Linked DNA regions of Rattus norvegicus: regions 1, 2 and 3 are each linked to region 4. The links are chromatin contacts, called in public Hi-C maps. All regions are on one chromosome and are shown on one strand. Each heading gives the region's core, a stretch centred on a gene start, on an enhancer-like site or on the middle of the called end of the contact. The rest is flanking DNA. Distances are from core to core; before and after follow the strand shown.

Region 1 (5,053 bases), core at 531-3,030, 190 kb before region 4:
ACCTTTGCAGCAGAAGTCACAGGTCCTTGATTCCCTCATAAAACACATTTCAGGCTCGGATTAGGCAGAGGTGTAGCTCAGTTGGTAAAGTGTTAGCCTACCACCTATGAATCACTGTGTTTGACCCCAGGCACTGAGTTAACTGGGTGTGGTAGCTCCCAGCACTTGGAAAGTGGAGTCAGGGGACTCAGAAGGTCATCCTCTGAGCTTGAGTTCAATCAATAGCCCGAACTGCATAGAATCCTGCCTCAAAACAAATGAATTCAGGGATTAATTGGCCACTGGGGGATATCGTTCCAGACCAGGCGATACTAAGCAGGAGAGACTGCATCTGAGACTTTGTCCTTCCAGCTCTGTATCATGGCGGCTTTCAAAGTTAGGAGTTCATCAGGCTTGGCATCCCTTGCTTTTAATTCCAGCTTTTGGGAGGCAGAGGAAAGCAGGTTTCTGTGAGCTCCAGGCCATTCAGGGCTACTTGGTGAGACCCCTGTCTCAAAACAAACAAACAAACAAACAAACAAACAAACAAACAAACAAGTAAGGGGGCTGGAGAAATGGCTCAGTAACCACTGCAGTAACCACTGCAATGGCTGCTCTTTCAGAGGGCCTGGGTTTGATTCTTAGCACTGACATGGTGGTTCACAATCATTTGTAACTCCAGTCCCAGGGAGTCCGAGTTTCTGGCCTCTGCTGGCAGTAGGCAGGCATACAAGTGGTGCACAGACACGCGCAAGCAAAATACTCATATACATAAAAATACAATGGGTTTAAAGTTTTAAAAGAAAGCAGACAACAACAAAAATAAAGTGAGACGTTCAAGGGTTGGAGATGTTGGTAAAGGGTTTGCTGAGCTGTGTGAAGCCATGGGTCAGATCCTCTCTTGGCTCCTGTTTAGCAAGCCATTTCTGTAAATCTGTTTCATGGTGTTGGGGGCAGGGGTGACGGGACACAATTATTGTATCGGCCTCCCAGGGATTACAGGACTTAATTTGCTCAAATTCAACCCAGAGAGCTTGGTATAGACAGAAGAAATGTTTTGAACGCCTGTGGCCCTGAGAGACCGAGCACCCGGTTTCTCTTTGAGGCTTTGCTAAGGATAGGAGCGTACTGTTGAGAGGAGAGGGCAGGGGTGCCTGTCTCTGGACACCAAGGAGGCCAGAGCTCACTGACTGTTGCATAGAGATAAAGTGGTCAAGCTGAATTGACAGACAAATCTGCACTCAAGACAACCGCAGTGGCTTTCCTCAGCCTCCGCGGGTGACGCACCTTCTTCCTCCGCCTCTTCTAGTAGTTTCCTTCCCTCTGTTAGCTCTGGGCTCCCCTGTACTCCCGAGGTTTCCGCATATGAAAGGCGGGGTTTTGGAGCAGGAGGTGGGGAGTCGCCAGTCTTAGGCTGGGAAAAGGAGCCTCTAGATTACTGTGTGAAAGGAGGCTCCGGTCTTGGAGAGAACCCAGGAGACCCTGGAACGAGAGTGAGGTGTCTGGAGCCTGGAATAAGAGAGGGGTCTTGTAGACCAAGGGGAGTCCCTCAGCCAGCCAGGAGAGGATAGGGACTCCTACAGTGGGAATCGCGAACAGAACTTCTTTGGTTCCCGGGGCGGGACTCAGAAAGAAAGGGGCGAGGGTTCCTGAAAACCTCTTTAGCTTCACAGACTACAACTTGGCTAAGCCGCAGGAGGCGGAGCCTCGGGGTAAGGCGGGGCCTCTAGGGGGCGGAGCCGGGGCGGAACGTAGGGGTACGGGGTGGAGCGTGAGGGCTTGTGTGCACATCCCTCTTCCTCCGGGCCCCGAGTGTCCCCGTGACGAGGCTGCACCGAGCAGCCGCGGGCCGGGCCCATCCCGCCGCAGCAGTCCCAGGGCGCAGTAGAGGTGAGGCGGGTGGGAGCCGGCAGCGCACTGAGAGCCCCAGAACGCCGTCAGGTGAGGCGGGCGAGGTGAGGGGCAGGGGGCTGTACTGGGCGTGCGCTGGGGGCGTGTTTGAGTATCTGGGGGTGGCCGGGTTAAGGGAGCGGGTCTGAGGGCTGGCGACTGTGGCTGTTAGCGCGTAGGCGCGTCCCTGCCGTAGCAGGTCTTGGATTTGCTGCGCACGTCTGGGCACTGCCGGCGGTGCTAGGGGTGTGAGGTACTGACTGCGTGCGCGCGCGTATTTGTGAGGGGCCGCCTGGTGTATCTGCGTATGCGCTGGGCTGTCATTGTGCCCTTTCCTAGCACGGGGTGCGGGCCTGCCTCTGCGCAGTTCCTCCAACGTTGGGGTTATTAAGTAGGCAGCCTGAGGGCGACCTGGCTCTGCTGCAGGGGGTGCCCGACTGGGGAGCGCCGCCCCCACAGGCCTCCCGAGACCGAAGCGGCCTGAGGACCGCAGACAGACACCTGAGGGAGGGAGGGCTCTGGAGGCCTGCCTGCCTGCAGTGCCAGGCCAAGATGGGGAGACTGAGGCAGGTGGGTGGTGAGAGAAGGGCAGACAGAGGAATGCAGGTGGATAGAAGTAGGGAGCGAAGAGGCAGAAAAGGATGTGCTGGGAGGGCAGAGAGTCATTGAGAACAGACAGACTGACAGAGGCCTAGCCCTGCAAAAAAAGGCAATAAAATTAGAGTGAACACATAGACCCAAGAACCCGACAGAGTGGGTAACTGAGCATAAGCCAGGAATTAAGTCTGAGTCTAGAGGTAAGGTAAGTTCTGCCCCTCCGCCAAGAACATTCCAACCAAAGTTGGTATATTGCTCTAACCAAATACTCCAACTCTGACTTTGCCATTTCTTTCTTGATCCTGTCTCACCAGCCCCCCTCCGTGGTATCCCAGTAACCTCACCATTTAGGGGAAGCAGAAGTAGTTATAATAACAAGTATTGAAGGGCCAATCTTGCCTTAGGCTAAGGGTCCTTACCTCTAGCCAGAGCTTGAGAGGAGTTGGGGTGGGAAGTTTCAAAGTTCTTTTCTCTTCTTCCACTCTGCTCAGCATGGTGCTGGAAGGAAACCCTGAAGTGGGATCCCCCCGAACCTCAGACCTCCAGCACCCGGGGGACAAGGGCTCGTGCATCCTCTCTTCTCCTGGTGAAGAAGCACTGCCAGGCGAGGAACCCATCAAGTATGGTGAACTCATCGTTCTGGGGTGAGCCTCCTAGTCCAGGAGTGATGTGCATGGGTTACTACCCCCTCGGGTCAGCCGAGACAACTGTGCACCCGCTGCTCTTCCCAGATGAAGAACGAAGTTGATCAAACCCATTTCTGTTGTTTTGTTTTGGAGACAGGATTTCTCTGGCCTGGAACTTGATCAGTAGACCAGGCTAGCCCTGAGCTCAGAGATCCACCTGCCTCTGCCTCCCGAACACTGAGGTTAAAGGCGTGCGCCACAACCAGCAGCCTCAGACGATTCTTACACCTGCTCACCACAGTTTGCAGTCAGCCGAGAAAAAGAATAGCAGAAAAAAAGTCTGTATAACACCTACTGTATATAAGTGTGGGGAAAAGAATTCTGATTCTGCACAAAACTGCTTGGTCTCAATTCTACTTCGGCAAGTTGCCAAACTTTCCCATGCCTCTGTGTCACATCTTGAAGACAGGGTTGGTACTGACCTCCCAAAGGTCACCTGCAGGAAGGAAAGGAGAAAGAGATTTCTGTAAAGTACGTAGACTGGTACCCAGCTCATCCCAAGTGTCTGGGAGGCAGGCGGTGCCACACCTTTCTGTGGATACTATTTCATTCCAATCCTCACAAAGATGCTGTGATGAAGGACATGAGGTAATCGAGGCCCAGAGAGGGACAGTGACTGACCCAAGGGCACACAGCTGGTAAATGGGAAGGCTGGGGTTTGAACCCAGATCTTCCCAACCGTAGATCTAGCACACTAGCACTAAACTGCAGCTCACCCTCGTGTTGCAGATAGGAAGTGGAGGTTCCTAGAGAGAAATTGATGAGACTTGATAGTTGGACGGGCCCTGTCTCTTTCTGGTCTTTGCCTGCCGGGATGCCTGCATCTCCCATGAAACTCTTTCCTCAGATGGGACAGAGCCGTCTCCCTGTCCCAATCGGCTGTCGGCTCATGATGAAGATTAACAGTACATCACAATGGCTGGTGTTTGGTGACTTGTATGCAACACCTTACCTTTTATTTTCTTTCTTTCTTTTTTTTTTTTGGTTCTTTTTTTCGGAGCTGGGGACCGAACCCAGGGCCTTGCGCTTCCTAGGTAAGCGCTCTACCACTGAGCTAAATCCCCAGCCCCACCTTTTATTTTCAAATACCCATAATAACTAACTCATATCAAGACCTTGCTGTAACCGTGGCAAACTCTGTCAGGCATTTTAAAGCACTCTCTCTTGTTCAGTTCTCAAAATCAACATTCCAAGTGGGTCCTGACAATGAGTTCCATTTTATAGAGGTTGTGTGACAGTGGAAGAGTGGGTGTGTGCTAGGCTCCTGAGAGGCCTCAGTCTGCATCCTGGCCTGTCTCCCCTAGACTTGCTGCTGCCAGTGTGTGCATGAGAAGTGCTCAGAGGGTAAAAGAGATGTTCCTCACAGAGGAGCTTATATCTGAGGAGCAGCTGCTTCATGTCCTGACAGAAGGAAGGACTGTATTTCTCTCTGGGTTCCAGGCAGCTCTCTGTCCTGAGAAGAGCAGGAAACCCTCACTGTGTATCAGAGCTACTAGGGAACACATGGAAATCACACATGGTCCGGTATAGTGCACATGCTTGTAATCCCAGCATTCAGGAGGGAGCAACTGTGTTGCCTAAGACCTTGTCCCGAAAATCAACAAAAAGACGAGAGATGGAGTGAGGGAGAGAGAAAAGAGAAAAGAGAAAAGAACATAGGAGATATAGAAAGACCCTCACCTCAAAAGGCAGAATCGGATGGATCTAGAGACTACGGATTTAACAAACTCACCAGGAAATTCTAATTGGTCTTGTGTTTGGCATCCTATTTTCTCCCTGTGTGAGACAGGGTCTCACATAGCCCAGGCTGGCTTCCATCATTCTCCCTGTGTAGCTGGGGATGACCTTGAGTTCCTCCTTCCTCCCAAGTGCTGGGATAACAGGCGTGGACCAGCAGACTG
Region 2 (5,610 bases), core at 1,101-3,600, 150 kb after region 4:
CTCCCGAGTGATGGGATTACGTGTGCTACTATGCTGTTTATGTAGTGCTGGAGTGTGCACCTGCAGCTCTCATGCACTTTTTGAGCAATGCAAGCACTGCTTTCATTTTTTTTGAAGATGTATTCTAACTATGTATAAAGAGGACAGATTGTCAGACATTAAAGGTCAGCTCTGGGATACATGAGACCCTGTCCCAAGGATTTTTACTTTAAAATAAGACATGGCCAGACATTGTGGTGTGTGCCTTTAATCCTAGCACTCAGGAGGCAAGGTGAGGAATATCTCTGCAAGTTCAAGCCCAGCCTGGTCTACATTACATATTGAGTTCCAGACAGCCAGGACTAACTAAAAAGGGACTGGAGAAATGGCTGTGTGTAAGAGGGGCCATGCTGCTATTGGTTTGGTTCCCAGTAATCACACCAAGAAGCTTGTAAAAGTGTAACTCCAATTACAGGGGATCTGACCACCTCTCTTGTAGACATGTAATTCACACAGTTACTCAGATATACATAATAAATCTTGAGTAGAAAGATGGAAATAAACACATAAAATGATGAATAGTGCCATGCTTCAGAGCCCGAGGTTCGGGGGAGAACAGAGAGATATGCTGGGACAGAAGGGGGGTGCTTTGAAAGTTGGGGGCCAAGTAGAGACTGATGAGTTAGGAGAATGAGGGAGTTCCAGGTGAAGAACGTCCCTATAAACCAAACCACATGTCTCACTAAGACACAGACTTCTGAAAATTCACTTGGACTTTCTAATTGTTAAAGCACCTGACTCCAGAGAAAAAGATTTCAGCCCAGAACACCAAAGACCAGCACAAGAATATTGGTCTAGAGTTCCCTGCAGGTAAGTCTCTAGCTTTTGGGGTAAGTCCTGGACTGAAACCAGAGAAATAAAATTCATGGTCTGGAGTGATCCAACTATCCCATTCCACTTCAGCCATGGGGACTGAGGGTCTTGGAGGAGCAGTAGCAGCCCTACTGTAAAGCTGCATGACAGGAGAAAGATGTGCGTTGTACTTAATATGAGCACATTAGCTTTTCCAGAGACAGGTGACTCACTGATATCCCCAGGGCCCTGCCAGGAGGAACCAGCCAAGGCAAGACTGTAAATTTGCCCCTGAGGGGTTGGGGGTGTAGCTCAGTGAGAGTCTTGACTATCAATACCCTGAGTTTGATCCTTCTTCCTGTTTGTTCTTCCGCAAGTTATTACAGATAAGCTAATGGTGGTTCCCAACCTTCCTGATGCTGCCACCCTTTAAATACAGTGCCTCATGTTGTGGTGGTCCCCAACCATAAAATTATCTTCATTGCTACTTAACTGTAATTTTGCCACTGTTATGAACCATAATGTAAGCATCTGATACGCAACCCACAGTTGAAAACCACTGAGCTACAACATGTTCATGAGTGTCTGATCCCAGCACTTGGCTGGAAGAAGCAAGATGATCAGTTTAAGTCTCCCCTGAGTTTCATGAGAGTCTGTCTAAACAACAACAAAAAGCTGCCTCTGTAGCAACTGCCTAGAACAATTCCAGACAGAGACTTAGTTGCTTATTGCCCGAAGGAAAGCTTGGTTTCAGAGAGTAACTTGGCATATATATCACCCAGTCTGTGTGGAAAGTTAGATGCCCTCTATCGTGGGCGCGCTAAGGAAGGTCAGGCACTGAAATGTTTTCATCTGGAAGGATGGAGGGGGAGGGTTAAATTAGAACTATGCCCCTGCCCCAACAGTCTCCGTAGCATTGGCAATCTTCCGGAGCAATATGAAATGGGCTTGTTTTCTCCTAGAATCTAGCGGGCAAGCAGAAAACAAGAGGCTCAAGAGGAGCAGCCCCAACCAGGGCAGGGAAGAATCGCGAACTCTGGGCCCAGCCAGGGACCTGAGCCCGCCAGAATCCGTCACGCGCGACTGCGATCCTACCGAGGCCTCCCTCACTGCTAGAGGATCACAGACCCAAGTGGCCAACGACGGAGTTCAGGCGGCAGACGCAGCGAGCCCTCTGGGCGGCCTGGAGGTACCGCAGGGAGCACAGGGCGGGTGCGGGCCTAAGCTACCGCCGCCGGGCCCTCACCACCGCCTCCGCTGCTCCCGCAGGACTTGTGGCTACAGGAGGTCTCCAACCTGTCCGAGTGGCTGAGTCCGGGACACAGGTCCTAAGCGCCCGCTCCTGAGACTCACAGCAAGGCAAGGAAGCCCGGGACGCGTGTGTTATATATTTCAATAAAGCTGCTCCAAGCACACAGTGTCAACTACAGTGCAAGGGGAGGAGCGTCCGGAGGACCGGACAACTCGCGCCGCCGCCTGACGTCACCCGCGCCGTCGCGTCACTGCTGCGCGCCACGGGTCTGGGCGTGATGGCGGCGCTGGGCGGGGACGGGCTGCGTTTACTGTCGGTATCGCGGCCAGAGCGGCAGCCCGAGTCAGCCGCGTTGAGCAGCCCGGGCCCAGGGCTGTGCTGCTGGGTGTCTGTGTTCTCCTGCTTCAGCCTCGCCTGCTCCTACGTGGGCAGCCTCTACGTGTGGAAGAGCGAGCTGCCCAGGTGCGGGGGATGCGCGCGCGGACGGAATCCGCGCCCTCGTGAGGCGGGGCTGCGGGCGGAGCCTGGGCTGGACGGGGGTGGGGCTGCGTTGGCAAATGGTTGCTACAGGCCCCCCCGGAACTTATTGTCCCTTTTCTTAGGGACCACCCCGCTGTTATCAAGCGGCGTTTCACCAGTGTCCTGGTAGTATCGAGCTTGTCCCCACTTTGCGTGCTGCTCTGGAGGGAACTCACTGGCATCCAGGTGCGAAGGAGGCGGGGCACAGGGCAACTAGGGAAAGAATCCAGATTTTTGTGGGAGGGAACATCACTGATACCCCCTTTCCTGTGGCTCAGCCAGGCACATCACTGCTTACCTTGATGGGCTTCAGGCTGGAGGGCATTTTTCCAGCAGCTCTGCTGCCCCTGCTGCTAACTATGGTGAGTCCTGCTTTAGTTTTCCTACTCTGTTGTCACTAGTGTAATGGCATGTCCGTCTTGTGTCCAGTTTTTGGCAGATGGCAGACAGGAATTATGATGTGGCCCTTGAGCCCCTGGTGTGCATGGCTGAGAAATCCTAGAGCTCAGGAAACCTGAGGTCTCATGAGGGTGACCAAGGGCGCAGGTGTGAGCAAGGTCACTGGATAACGGCTTTCGTTTGATGTTTTTCTCCCCCAGATCCTTTTCCTGGGTCCACTGATGCAGCTCTGTATGGATTGCCCGTGTGACCTGACAGATGGGCTGAAGGTTGTCCTGGGTGAGTCTTCAAGACTGAGCAAAAGGTAGGCACAGGCAGTCCAGAACACTGGGGAAAGGAGTCAGTGAGATGGTGTGATCTGGACTGAAGAGGTGAGATGTCACCTCTCAGGATGTGTTTCCTCATCAGTAAAATGGATTATATTGCTGGGTACCCTGTAAGTTTATGATACTCATGGAGGCCTTTCTAGACTCAAAACAGTACTTGATTGGTTAAATTTGGGTTCCTCTGGAATTGACTGACTTCCTCCTCTACTGCCGCTTTCCCTCACTACTGTCAGTCATCTCAAGACATTGTAATTCGGTCTGATAAGGCTTGTTCCCTTCCCCATTCTGATTCTCAGGATTTCCCAAACTGAGTTTGGTCAGAGTAAATCTGTGGGAGAGGGGGGTTGGGGATTTAGCTCAGTGGTAGAGCGCTTGCCTAGCAACCGCAAGGCCCTGGGTTCGGTCCCCAGCTCCGAAAAAAAGAAAAAGAAAAAAAAATCTGTGGGAGAGGGTCCTAGGGGTCTCTAGTAACTAGGCACTCATTGCTTATCCTGAATATTTATTCTAGCCCCTCGTTCTTGGGCCCGCCGCCTCACAGACATGCGCTGGCTACGAAACCAAGTTATAGCACCCTTGACAGAGGAGCTGGTGTTCCGGGCTTGTATGCTGCCCATGCTAGCACCATGCACAGGTCTGGGCCCTGCTGTGTTCACCTGCCCACTGTTTTTTGGAGTCGGTGAGTCTAACCTGTCCAGCAACAATGTTCCCAGCATGAAGGCTAAAAATGGGGCTTTGGGTGAGGGGGACAGCTAGGTAGAAAGCCAGAGGAATATGATGTGGTTTTCACCTTCCTCCCAGCCCATTTTCACCACATTATTGAGCAGCTGCGCTTCCGCCAAAGCAGTGTGGGAAGTATCTTCTTGTCTGCAGGTGAGGCCTGGAGAGCTGCCCAGGGACAGCCAAGGGTCGGGGTGTTAGGATACCCCTCACAGACACTCCTCAGAAAGGGTTGGAGACAGAACTATAAGTATTGGATGGGGCCCACTGATTATGGAAGGTGGGGTACAGAGAGCAGCCACAGATAACGGGCAGGCAGCCACTGCCAAGGGGAAAGGGTGGTCTCTGACTGTGGGGTGTGCAGTACTGGGGTAGGGTGGGCATGCAGGTGTGGTCACTCGCAGCCTCCGTCTCCAGCGTTCCAGTTCTCCTACACCGCTGTCTTCGGTGCTTATACGGCTTTCCTCTTCATCCGCACAGGTTGGTCCTCGGCCTTTCATGGGTCTCCAGGGGCCCACAGATGTGGGTGGGAGAAGGGGGATACTGTGGACACAACTGTTTCTTCTACTACAGTTCTAGAGACAGGCTAAGCTTTTTAAGATCCGAGAGGTAGAAGCAGAGGTTATAACATGGGGGCAGACCAGTGTGTGGGGTAGGGGGTCATTGAGTTCCTGTTCAGGAGACAAGGGTCACTAACTTTAGAAGGGCTAATGGTGGTGGGGCTGCTTCACATGTTGCACCATCTCCCCTCTCCAGGACACCTGATAGGGCCGGTTCTCTGCCACTCCTTCTGCAACTACATGGGCTTCCCTGCTGTGTGTGCAGCCCTGGAGCATCCACAGAAGTGGCCACTGCTGGCGGGCTATGCCCTTGGTGTGGGACTCTTCCTGCTTCTGCTTCAACCCCTGACAGACCCCAAGCTCTATGGCAGCCTTCCTCTTTGTATGCTTTTGGAACGAACGGGGGCCTCAGAGACCCTACTGTGCTCCTGACCATCACTCTTGTGTGAACTCTGATGGGCTCTCCAGCCCCTTCTTATCAATACTGCGAGAGAGGGGCTGGCTGGGGTCCCCGAGATCTCAGGAATTTTTGTAGGGGATTGAAGCCAGAGCTAGTTGAATCCCAGGGACCAAGAGAAAGGAGCAGATATCCAAAGGGTGCAGCCCCTCGTGATGGGGCGGATGAGCAGCAACTGGAAGTGAGGGGACAAGGGCAAATCCTAGGAGCTGTGCACTCCCTCTTTGGATTGATGCTTCTCTAGCTCCTTTGCGTCTCCCCTTCTCCCTTGAAAAGCTGCTGGGGTGGGTTTATTTATCAAACCCCTCCTCCCAACTTCCCAGGGTTTTCTCATTGTCTTTTTGCATCAAGACTTTGTATTGGGATATTAAAGAGATTTAACTTGGGTAGCATGGTCTTAGATCTTTGGCACTCTGTACTCCGACTTTGGTAAGGACCCAAGGCCACATTTGGAGTATGTACACTGTCCTAACTACCTGGGCAGTTAAGCCTGGTAAGCAGGTCCCAACAGTAGAGGACAGGAAGGGGCCCCTAGCTGCTAAGGCTGAG
Region 3 (5,589 bases), core at 2,381-4,880, 220 kb before region 4:
CCAAAGGCTCATGTGCTGAAGCCTGGGTTCCCAATGTCATAGGTGGTTGAATACTTAAGAAGTGGGGCCTATGCCTTGTAGGTGGTACAGGCCTTTAGTGCCAGCAATGTGGGAGGCAGAGGACTTGTGAGTTTGAGGATACTGAGAGTTGCATAGTGAGAGCCTATCTGGGTGTGGAGAGATGGCCCAACAGTTAAGAGCACTTGTTTGTTGTTCTTTTTTTTTTTTTTTTTTTGGTTCTTTTTTTGGTTCTTTTTTTCGGAGCTGGGGACCGAACCCAGGGCCTTGCGCTTCCTAGGCAAGCGCTCTACCACTGAGCTAAATCCCCAACCCCTTGTTTGTTGTTCTTATAGAGAACCCAGGTTCAATTCCCAGCATCCACATACTGGTTCAAAACTACTCCTAAGTCCAGTTCCAGGGGATGCAATACCCTCTTCTAACAGACACCTAGCATGTATATGGTGCACATACATACATACAAACAGTCATATATAAAAGAAAATGAATAAATATAATTTTTAAAAGTGTGGTCTGGTGGAGGATGCTGGGAGTCCAACCTTCATTAATGTTGGCCTTAAGGAGAGGGTTGCTCCAGGTGGAGGCTACCTTACACAGATGGCTCCATGTATGTGACTGTTTCCACCTTACTGTACTGTGAGGCAGACAAGCGCTAAGGTTCCTGTTCACCTGTGGGGCAGCTCACGCCTGTGAAGAGTGGTAGCTGTCAGTGTTAGTCCCCATCTCGGGTCTCAGGAAAGAAGTTGAGAGCTTATGACAAAGGACGTTTATTCAGGCTCGATCCTGTGGCACAGCATATGTACAGAAGTCAGGAAACTATAAATCGGGTTGCCATGGAGTCCTTTGGCTCAGCTTCCTCGGTGGGCCCCCTTCTCAGTCTCTCACTTCAGAGTGTAGAAGGTTGGGGTCACTTTTTGGCAGCTTCTGCCTGAGCTGCCAAATCCGCCTCTTTCTGAGCAGCCAAAAACACGGCCCGTTCCTTCTGAAAAGCTGCCAGTTCGTCTACACTGAGGCTACAGGAAGAGCGATGGTCAGTGAGGGGCGGAGCCTGGCGCAGACCCCAGCTGCCCTGCCCACGTCCCTCCCTGGACTTTCCAACTTTCTTACCTTTGCTCATCTGCAGTTTCTCTGCCTGGAACCACAACCCACATACACTACCATCCTCTACTGTGGCTCCTATTTTAAAGACCTACGGAACCTGTGGCCTCTACTATACCTTTAGGATTCCCAGCCCTTCCTCTGAGCCACAAACACTTCAAGTGAGAGAGTCACAGAGCTGCATACTTTAAGGCAGACTGTGCTCTAACCTCACCCCTGAGGTACAACTGATGCCAGCCTTGCTGTAGGGAAAGACACCAGCAGCAAGCAACCAGTGATGACTGACCCAGTTCCTGCCTCTGCTGTGCTCTGGGCCAAATGCTCTCCTACTTGACAAGTTACTTCAAGGAAACGATTCCTGAGATCATCCAAAGCCAGCTGACTTGTGTGGTTGTTGGCTCAAAAGACCCTTCTGTCTGGTCCCTCCCTCAGGCCATATCCCATCTGCCTCTCTAGACGAGACTCCTAAACCACAACGAACTTAGCTTCAACACCTTATCTCTCATTGTTCCCTGCAATTTTTCCACCTTTTGGAACATTTGCTCTCCTACCCTCCTTTTCCTGGGCTGTTTTGATGTTACCTCCCTCAGAGTCATCAATGACACAAGGGAAAAGCAGGAACTCTCCTCTCTGCTCTCATGACATCCACTGGTTTTATAACTGACCACCTGTTAGCCTAAGCCTCTATGTATGGATCTGTCTCTATTTAGGACTACATATTTCTCCAGAGTGGCCGAGCACCACTGTTCATTCCTGGTTCTGTGCGGTGTCCAGAGCCATGTCTACTACAGAAGAGATACTCATCCAAACGAGATGAGGCTCCATATCCTTCTGCTAGAGTCTGCTAGAAAGCTAGACATGTATGAAAATGTCACAACGAAGTTAATATGCTTAACTAATATATGCTATAAATTTAAAAAAAAAACCTGACTTTTTCATTGCAATAGGCTTTCTCCCAAATCAAGAACTTTCTTGGTTTCCTTTGTACACCATTCCTCTCAAGATACTCACTCTTTCACCACACGAATGCCCAGGGAGCGGGCAGAGCCAATGATGGAACGGACAATAGAAGACAGGGGTACATCTTGCATGGCAAAAGCCTCATCCTTAGCTTTGACACGGGCAATCTCGTATACGTGCTTCAAACTCACCAGACCTGCCACCTCTTTCCCTGGGAAGAAGGAACAGGTCGTCATTCTTCTAGTGCCACTATTTCTCTGGATACATCAGAATCTCAGGTGCCCCCTGTAGCCCTTACCTGTTTGCCGGGCCCCCTTCTCAATCCCAGCAGCTGCCTTCAAAAAGTAGGAAATAGTGGGCTGCCCAATCTTGAGCTCAAATGTTCTGTCGGGCTTAACAGAAAAAGATACATGAGAATTTCTTGGTTTTCTATCTGGTCCAAGACATTTCTAATGTCCCTTAACTTCCCATCAACTTGCATTCCTGCGGTGTTGTCTTTAACACCAGAGAAGGCAGGATGGGCAGATCTACAGTCCACATCCCTGTCATTTTTATTCCTAGCACAATTCTCCTCTGGAACCCCTGTGAGATGAGAGGTCAGAATCACAATATGGCAGGATCAAGCCAGTTCAGAGAAATTATGGTCTAGGCTTCTGTGTAAATGAGAAGTGGAAGTTGGCAACCAAGTTAGGGACAGAGAAGCAACCGGGATGACTAGTTTCAAGTGCCAAGGAAGTATATGGGAGAATTCGTCTCTGTACCTTTATAAAAATTTTTGTAGGCAAGGGAATGCCTTCTTTGATGTCCTTTGTTTTTTCATTGAACTCTTTGCAGAACTGGTTGATAGAGACACCTCGCTATGAGGAAAGCATATACAAAGTTAAGTGTGAGGGGTTGGGGATTTAGCTCAGTGGTAGAGCGCTTGCCTAGCCTAGCAAGCGCAAGGCCCTGGGTTCGGTCCTCAGCTCCGGAAACAAAACAACAAAACAACAAAACAAAACAAAACAAAACAAAACAAGACAAAAAAAAAAAAAAAAAAACAAAGTTAAGTGTGGGAGCTGAAGGCTTCCTATCAACCAGGAGCTCCAGTCCCCCCGTCCCCGCCATCTTCATTTTTTTTGTGTTCCGATATTTCTTCTACCCAGGTTCAACTACGGCTTTGGGTGCCAGGCGATTCGTCCACAAGGTGCCACTTAATCAGCAAGTAGCCAACTTGATGGTCAAAAGAGGCTACGTAAGTAATACAAGAACCTAAGGCCTGAAGGTGTGAATAGCGGAGACAGGTTTATAAAGGAGACCTCCCGGGCTCCAGAGCACTCTCCCACGTCTCCCAAGCCGGCTTCCAGACACCGCACCTGACCCAAAATGGGACCTAATGGAGGCCCAGGGATAGCTTGGCCTGCTCGCACGATGGACCGGATCACGCCGCCGGCCTCGGGCTTCTTGAGGGTCCGAGTGACCCGGCTTAGCTTCGACATGATATAGGATTTTAACCTTAGTCCGCCTCGGAGAAGTCAAGAACTACGATCTGAGCGCTGTCATTTTGGGTCAGAGGTCAAGGGCCCTCGTGTTGGGCTAGGGTAAATGTGGCCAAAAAAGAACAGTCTTGTTTCAGGCATACAGCTCTTCGACTGAAAAACGAGTTACGGAATTTAAAAATGAATTGAACTTTGCGCTCTGAAGTCAGGACAAGAACATATATGGTTTCAGTATACACATTCCTTCAGCAGTGCCCACAGGCATCGCCTTAGACAGCCAAACAGGAGATCAGGACTTTGAGTCTCCGCACAGCATTGTAGGTATTGTAGTATTGTAGTTTTAGCTCTTTATCCTGCGCTTGCTGTTGACTGAGCTCTGGGTTGCCATCTGCTGGACACAGTGATATCTTAGTGTTTGAAATGGAGCAAGTTATTCAAAGGAGTCCCTTGAGTCTTTTGTTTCGTGTGTGTGTGTGTGTGTGTGTGTGTGTGTGTGTGTGTGTGTGTGTGTGTGTGTGTGTGTGTGTGTGTGTGTGTGTGTGTGTGTGTGTGTGTGTGTGTGTGTGTGTGTGTGTGTGTTTTTCATGAAAGGCAATATGATTATAGACGGAAACGAAACGTAGACTGCTGCTCTAGCTATGAACCTGATTTATAGCTAGACAAAAAGTTAGGGCTAGGGTTAGGTTACTGTTTCTGTTAGCTATTTCATGTTGGGCACCACGGATACTATAGGTACCTTTCAGAATCATTGTGACAGCTCAGTAACACACGTTGCTTTAGAACAATACTTGCACCAAGAAGGCATTTACCACTATTTGTACAAAGGGAAGAAATTTTCCCGGCACTTTTGAAACGCAGTCTCTGAACCCTCATTCCAGTCAGACCTAATTTCCCACTAGCTTCTTAGGCATACTTTATCGCTTCCCTTTCTTTCCTTCTTTCTTTCCTTCTTTTTTTTTTAATTTTTTTTATTTATTCATTTATTATATATATAAGTACACTGTAGCTGTCTTCAGATACACCAGAAGAGGGCATCAGATCTCTTTACAGATGGTTGTGAGCCACCATGTGGTTGCTGGGAATTGAACTCATGACCTCTGGAAGAGCAGTCGGGTGCTCTTAACCGCTGAGCCATCTCTCCAGCCCCTCTTTCCTTCTTTCTTTCTTTCTTTCTTTCTTTCTCTCTCTCTTTCTTTTTATTGGAAGCAGATGATTTCATTACTTGCTTTCTAGGGAATGGCATTTGAATCAAGTGGTGTTTGTAGTCTTTGTTCTCACTCCCTTGTGTAGTTAGGCACTTTGGGACATGCATGCAGAAACATGTACATTGCACACACAGGGAAATGGAAAAGGAAAAGAAAACGTGGAGGATTGTGAGAGGTGGCTAAGAGGAAGATGATAGAATCCAGAGAGGTAGGTGTGCTACATAATAGGCTGCCTGGTTGGCTGGAGAAGAATTATGAGGGGGGGCGGCTGGAGAGATGGCTCAGTGGTTAAGAGCACTTTCTGCTCTTCCAGAGGTCCTGAGTTCAATTCCCAGCAACCACATGGTGGCTCACAACCATCTATAATCAGGTCTGGTGCCCTCTTCTGGCCTGCAGGCATACATGCAGGCAGAAAGCTGTAAGATGTATACAAAATAAATAAATGTTTAGAAAGAAAGAAAGAAAGAAAGAAAGAAAGAAAGAAAGACAGAAAGATGATGCATTCTATCACCTTCCTCTAAACCACTTCTCACAATCATCCACGTTTTCTTTTCCTCTTCCATTTCCTTGCTTGCGCAATGTACATGTTTCTGCATGCATGTGGGTGAATGTGTGTAGGTGCATTTGCACATGTGTGCACACACATGTGGAGGGCTGGGGTCGATGTTAAGATCCTCTTCCATCGGGGCTGGAGAGATGGCTCAGTGGTTAAGAGCACCCTACTGTTCTTCCAGAGATCATGAGTTCAATTCCCAACAACCACATGGTGGCTCACAACCATCTGTAAAGAGATCTGATGCCCCCTTCTGGTGTATCTGAAGACAGCTACA
Region 4 (5,495 bases), core at 1,544-4,043:
TGAGGCAGGAACTCCTTTCTTACTCTACCCTTTCCATTCATGACCTCCTTCCACATTAAGTGAAAATAATTAGCAATGTTTTGAAAGTGTGCTAGTGTTGTTCCAAAGTAAAAGAAAAATATGAATTAAAAAAGTTTAACTAACATTTTTGTTTTAAAGATTTGTTTATATGAGTACACTGTTAACTCTTCAGACACACCAGAAGAGGGCATCGGATCCCATTACAGATGGTTGTGAGCCACCATGTGGTTGCTGGGAATTGAACTCAGGACCTCTAGAAGAGCAGTCGGTGCTCTTAACCACCGAGCCATCTTTCCAGCCCTAACTGTCACATTTTAAGTACTTTCCTAACCAGAATAGAAACAATCATGGTTGCAAATAACACTCAACTTTCATTATATTGCTTTTATTGTCAAAATGCACTTATTACCTCACTGCCATCCTTTCATGGAGGAAGGCACATGAGAGATCATTATTTTATAATAGCGAAAAGCATAGAGAGTACACTTGACAACTTGCTGGTTAAGGACAGGAAACAGCTACAACTTTTACCCTAGGCTTTCAATAACTAAAGGCCAGGGTATTAGTGATGAAGCTAGAATACATGATAGTGAGCCTTCAGTAAGCTTCACTATTTGCATATTTAAACTTTTCTGATTAAGTTTTCCTTTCCCCCACCATTTCATTGTTTTCTAGGTTTAGCAGAGGACCTTTGTCTATTTAATTTTTAGGGCACAAAAAGATGTTGAATTAGGAACTAGAAAAGTAGCCTTGAATTTGTGGTCCAACATGACAGTGTCAATAAAAGTCTTGTAGAACTGCGCTAACCAATGAACTTCCTGCAATGTGGGTCTGATCTGTCTCCTAATACAGTAGCCATTCCCTCACATGACTTGCATTCTTGAAATATGCCCACACTGGAAAAATCTAATTTGAAAATTTACTTCAATTAATTTAGATTTAGTAACCATATGTAACTCGTGATTACTATAGTAGCATGATTCAAGGATTTTCAGACACGCTCCTATGGTATTAGTGATAATACATACACACTTATGATCAGTGTAAGCAATACAGTAATTCCTTGCTGGAATTGCCCCAGAAGTAAACCTTCATTCCTAGCCAATTCCTAAAGAAAAAAAAAATTAGTTAAATGGAGCAGAAGAACCTATGACATGTTTCCTGGCTTTGCTTGTAGTCCACAGACTGAACAAATCTGAACACCCCAAAGATCCCATCTACCAACCAGACTCACCACGGATTCTCATACAGCCCTTCCTCTAGATGCCCTTTCTCTGCTTTACTACCACCGTCCATCATTGAAACTCTCAAAGGCTACTGGGTCACAACAAAACAGAAACAAGTGGTAACCTCTAGCCCTTCTCACACTAGCAACTTAGACTTCTGACAGCACTCAAGTGAATAAGGACAAAAGAAAGGAACCCACATAATTGTGGAGAAACATCTTGGCAAACACAATGGAAAACGTTTACTTCCCTAAGAGCAAATTATGCTTAAGAGTAGTAAACAATCTATTCTCTTCAATTAAAAGAAATGGTAGAAGCCACTCTCACAGCCCCATGGTCTTGTGTTCTTGCCTCTGCCTCTCAGACTCCACGAAGGTCTGCCACCCAAGCCCCAGAACAGTTCACCTTGAAACTCTGTGTTGTCAAGGCCCCTGATGGCCTCCACCGCATCTTCTGCCCGCTCCATGTGTACAAAGGCATAATCTTTCACGATGTCACATTCGATGACTGGGCCGTACTCCTCAAACTTGGCCCGAAGCTCTTGGTTGGTACAAGTGGGACTGATGTTGCCCACATGTAATTTGGTTGAAGCTTTGCTCTTATTCTTGCTGGCTTCCACATTGATGTTCACTCCGTGCAGTTTGTAGTGGTGCAGGTTGCGTATGGCATCCTCAGCGGCCGTCTTGTCCTCTATGTGCACAAAGCCATAGTTCTTAATGATGTCACATTCCAGCACCTTCCCGTACTGCTCGAAGAGTGAGCGGATCTCCTGCTCTGTGGCCTCCCGGGGCAGATTTCCGATGAACAGCTTCACCATTCTGACAAGAGCCTGGCAGTGAAGAAACAAGATTTCAAAAGTCGGGTGTGAAGTGAGAAACTGACTAACACTGCAGCGTTTCCAGACCCTCAGTTATTCTTTTTGAGAGAGGAACAGCAGTTTGTTCCTAAGTAGTGAAGCTGTGTGACAATGCCAACAGAAGGTCGGGGGTCAGAATGCACAACATGGTCCAAGATACATATATATACCCGTGAGGTCAGGCACATTTAATCTACAAGGTTAGCTGCTTCACGGTTTAGCACAGGGATGGAAAAGACAAGCGGAAGCCATGAAGTATTTGAATGTCCCTAGTTACAGGATTTTGGAGGGAAATCTGTGTACCTTCTCCACAGCGCGGTATCACCTCCCACCATACTCCTAGAACGAAAGCCCTCTTTCACCCAACACCTGGACCTCTTTCCTCAGCGGCCCAACCTCCGCTCCTACATCCCAACAAAGACTCGGCCCGACCCCTGCCCCGCCCCCTCCGGAGACCCGGCCCCGCCTCCTTTCGTTGTCTTCCCGGGACCTTCCTCAGAAAATGAGTGGCCCCAAATCCGGCCCTCCCGAGGTCCGGCACAGCCCGCTCCTGGGCTTCCCACACACCCACAGCATCCTCTCCTACCTCCGGGTGGTGCCGGTGGTGGCGGCGGGTCCCGCGTCAGAGAGAACCCTACAAAATGGCGACGGCCGCTCGAGCCTCGGCGCGACCGGGCGCTTTCTCGCGCGCCAGCTCACGCACGCGCGAGTGCGCGCTGCCTGCCTCCCCTCCCCCTCGCAGGAGCGGGGCGACCAATCCTGTGGCCGCACACAACTGTCCGCCCCCCACCCCCCGTGCGGGGGCGGGGTCATGTGGTGACGGCACTGCGGAGCGAAGGTCAGCCCGCCCCCAGCCCTGGCTAGCCAATCACGGCCTTGGGAGGGGGTCGCAGCTTGCGCGTCAAAAGGGCTCAGGAAGCAACCATTGCCTTGGCAAAACTGTAAGGCCCGGGGGAGTCTCTAAGCATCACAATGGATCGTGGTATTGGGCGCTGTGTCGAGGGGCTGATGACAAAGGGTTTTCTCACTGGGCCCGCTAGAAGGGGGATTTCTCAACCTCTGGCGGCTGAGAGCGATACTTCAGAAATCCAGGCACTACCACATCTTAACCTAATCTCTCCCTTGTTTGGGTGGGACAGGGTAAGAATTCCCTTAAAACAATTTAATTTTCACCGCAGTAGTGTTGTTCATTGGTGAAGAAGCTGAGACCTAGAGTCGAAGAGTAGAAAGATAATCTCTGTTAAAACTGGGTAAGGTCTGAGGGAGGCATTTCTCTATCCTAACTATACTTTGTCATGTTTATTCATGAATATACGTGGGCTGGGCTTTCCCTCTCTCGTAGTGTCTATCGCGGTTCCTGAAAGGTGGTGAGTATTACCAAGGAATACGTTGTCCAGAGGTCCAGAGAGAATCCAGGTTTGGGAATGTGAGTGACAAGGGCTCCACATCCACTCCAAGCTTCCTGAGGTACAAGCAATTGTCAAGCTACGGACTCTGAGCTGCGGTCCAAGGGCACCTCCTGGTGGCAAGGAGGGTACCACCTCAATGGATTACTGTATCCCATTCAACAAAGCAGAGCCGGTTTACATACATTGATGGATTGAATGTATCTCTTAGTAGAGGCACCAGGATGATTGTTAGACCATCCCCATTGTTGTTAAAAACAGTTCCCCATTGTGGTAGTTCCAACACCAGCTCCTCCAGTAAAATAAAGACTTCCTCCACCCAAGCTACTTGGAAACACTTCTTTACCAAATCCATGTTTCCCACTCATTTCAGAAGCCATTGTCTAATTGTAATAACAGACACACTTTTAAAATTAGATTTTTTTTTGGTTCTTTTTTTTTTTCGGAGCTGGGGACCGAACCCAGGGCCTTGCGCTTCCTAGGCAAGCGCTCTACCACTGAGCTAAATCCCCAACCCCAAAATTAGATTTTTGTTTGTTTTTCGAGATAGGGTTTCTCTTGGCTGTCCTGGAACCTCCTCAGGGTCTGCTATCACCCAACCTTGTACATTGTATTTTGGAATCTGTCCTCTTCCAAATTCCCTGAGATCCCACAACTAATGCTCCACTAACAGTTCCCATCTTTGTATACAATTTCATTTAACTCCCCCCCTCCCCCCACACACACCTTTTAGACATGGCCTTTCTATGTAGTCAAGGCTGTCCAAAAACTTGCTGTGTAACCCAGACTAGCCTTGACCTCACAATCCTCAGCCTTCCAAGTGCTGGTAAATACAGGTGTGTGATACCATTTCTAGCCTCCAGTTTTCCTTTTTTTTTTTAATATTGAAAAAATATGTAAGCTGGGTGGTAGTGAGGACATTCCTTTAATCCCAGCACTTGGTAGGCAGAGGCAGGTGGGGGTTAATTCTAGGTCAGCCTGGTCTACAGAGCACATTCTAGGACAGCCAGGGATACACAGAGAAGCCCTGTCTCAGACGAAACGAAAACCCAGTCCCAAAACAACCAAACCACAACAAACCCTGACATGTATAGGTAGTACCAAGTTCCCAGAAAAACTGTACTTGAATATCCTACTTGAAACACTTATGTGACTTTTGTTTTTTTCTGTCGTTACCAAGGTTTGGCATTAACTTTTCTAATTTGTGTCAATTGAAGAAGTGTAAAGTTTTATTCACAACTTGCTTCGGTTAAGTTTTTGTCTTGTTTTTAATGAATTTGAAAATATCTTGTTATCGTTTGTGCTCATATAAATTTCTTGCCCCAATCTTCTGCCTGAATTTTAGGTTATAGGCTTTGAGTTGAGCTGTAGGATTTCCCCACATATTCTAGCTATTTCTAATTGGTTTCAGATATCTTGCCATTCCACTAATAACTTTGTTTTTTGAGGGAAATATTTTTAATGTATTCAAATTAAGTATTATTGCATAAAGCTTTCTCTTTTTTTTTTTTTTCTTTTTTTCGGAGCTGGGGACTGAACCCAGGGCCTTGTGCTTGCTAGGCAAGCGCTCTACCACTGAGCTAAATCCCCAACCCCTAAGCTTTCTCTTTTATGTTCTCTTTAAGATACCCTTTCTTCCCACAGCTGATGTAGATAGTCTATTCTCTTCCACTCTTACTACCTGTCACTCTCAGATCTGTGGGTCCACTTGGAACAGTGCGATACAATGGAGACACAATGAGCCATATAAGTAACGCGTGATAAACTAGGAAAATGGTCTGTGGGTTCAACTCAATAGTAAAGCATTGATCTAACATCCACAAGGCTCCACAGTGAAGAAATAAATTAAATACAAATTTCCAGAAAACATCAAATTATAAAAACTTGAAATCTATTTAATATTTTTGACATTTTGACATGAGATCAATATAAAAATTGAGATATTAGAATTCCCCTTGAAGTCCTGAAAATCTGTTATTTCAAACC

What was found. Hi-C and Micro-C count contacts between places; a contact is called where the count stands out from the background.
Region 1: a contact with region 4 is called in a Hi-C map of hepatocytes, with 2.1 times the contacts expected there. The contact joins the promoter of Peli3 here to the promoter of Rbm4b in region 4. A contact is called at or near these places in 2 of 12 Hi-C or Micro-C datasets (hepatocytes and liver).
Region 2: a Hi-C map of hepatocytes shows a contact between it and region 4, with 2.9 times the contacts expected there. The contact joins the promoter of Rce1 here to the promoter of Rbm4b in region 4. A contact is called at or near these places in 12 of 12 Hi-C or Micro-C datasets (the A7r5 cell line, the Rat2 cell line, Schwann cells and 7 more) and 1 of 1 datasets of contacts at active chromatin or transcription factors (oligodendrocytes).
Region 3: a contact with region 4 is called in a Hi-C map of liver, with 5 times the contacts expected there. The contact joins the promoter of mrpl11 here to the promoter of Rbm4b in region 4. A contact is called at or near these places in 10 of 12 Hi-C or Micro-C datasets (the A7r5 cell line, the Rat2 cell line, Schwann cells and 6 more).

Annotation. Positions count from the first base shown.
Region 1 is chr1:211,668,966-211,674,018 of GRCr8, reverse strand. It overlaps Peli3 (pellino E3 ubiquitin protein ligase family member 3), which reads left to right and starts at 1,780. Exons shown (of 7, transcript NM_001127542.1): 1 at 1,780-1,920; 2 at 2,958-3,110. The coding sequence starts at 2,959.
Region 2 is chr1:211,328,609-211,334,218 of GRCr8, reverse strand. It overlaps Rce1 (Ras converting CAAX endopeptidase 1), which reads left to right and starts at 2,350. Exons shown (of 8, transcript NM_001100585.1): 1 at 2,350-2,545; 2 at 2,686-2,788; 3 at 2,881-2,964; 4 at 3,202-3,280; 5 at 3,836-4,003; 6 at 4,126-4,197; 7 at 4,462-4,524; 8 at 4,801-5,450. The coding sequence starts at 2,361. The coding sequence ends at 5,036. It overlaps Top6bl (TOP6B like initiator of meiotic double strand breaks), which reads left to right. Exons shown (of 15, transcript NM_001426986.1): 14 at 771-849; 15 at 1,794-2,246. The coding sequence ends at 2,143.
Region 3 is chr1:211,691,848-211,697,436 of GRCr8, reverse strand. mrpl11 (mitochondrial ribosomal protein L11) reads right to left here and starts at 3,630. Exons shown (of 5, transcript NM_001006973.2): 1 at 3,432-3,630; 2 at 2,838-2,933; 3 at 2,375-2,468; 4 at 2,128-2,287; 5 at 770-1,031. The coding sequence starts at 3,554. The coding sequence ends at 926.
Region 4 is chr1:211,474,635-211,480,129 of GRCr8, reverse strand. Rbm4b (RNA binding motif protein 4B) reads right to left here and starts at 2,793. Exons shown (of 4, transcript NM_001007014.2): 1 at 2,690-2,793; 2 at 1,653-2,076. The coding sequence starts at 2,064. It also overlaps a transcript of Rbm14 not described here.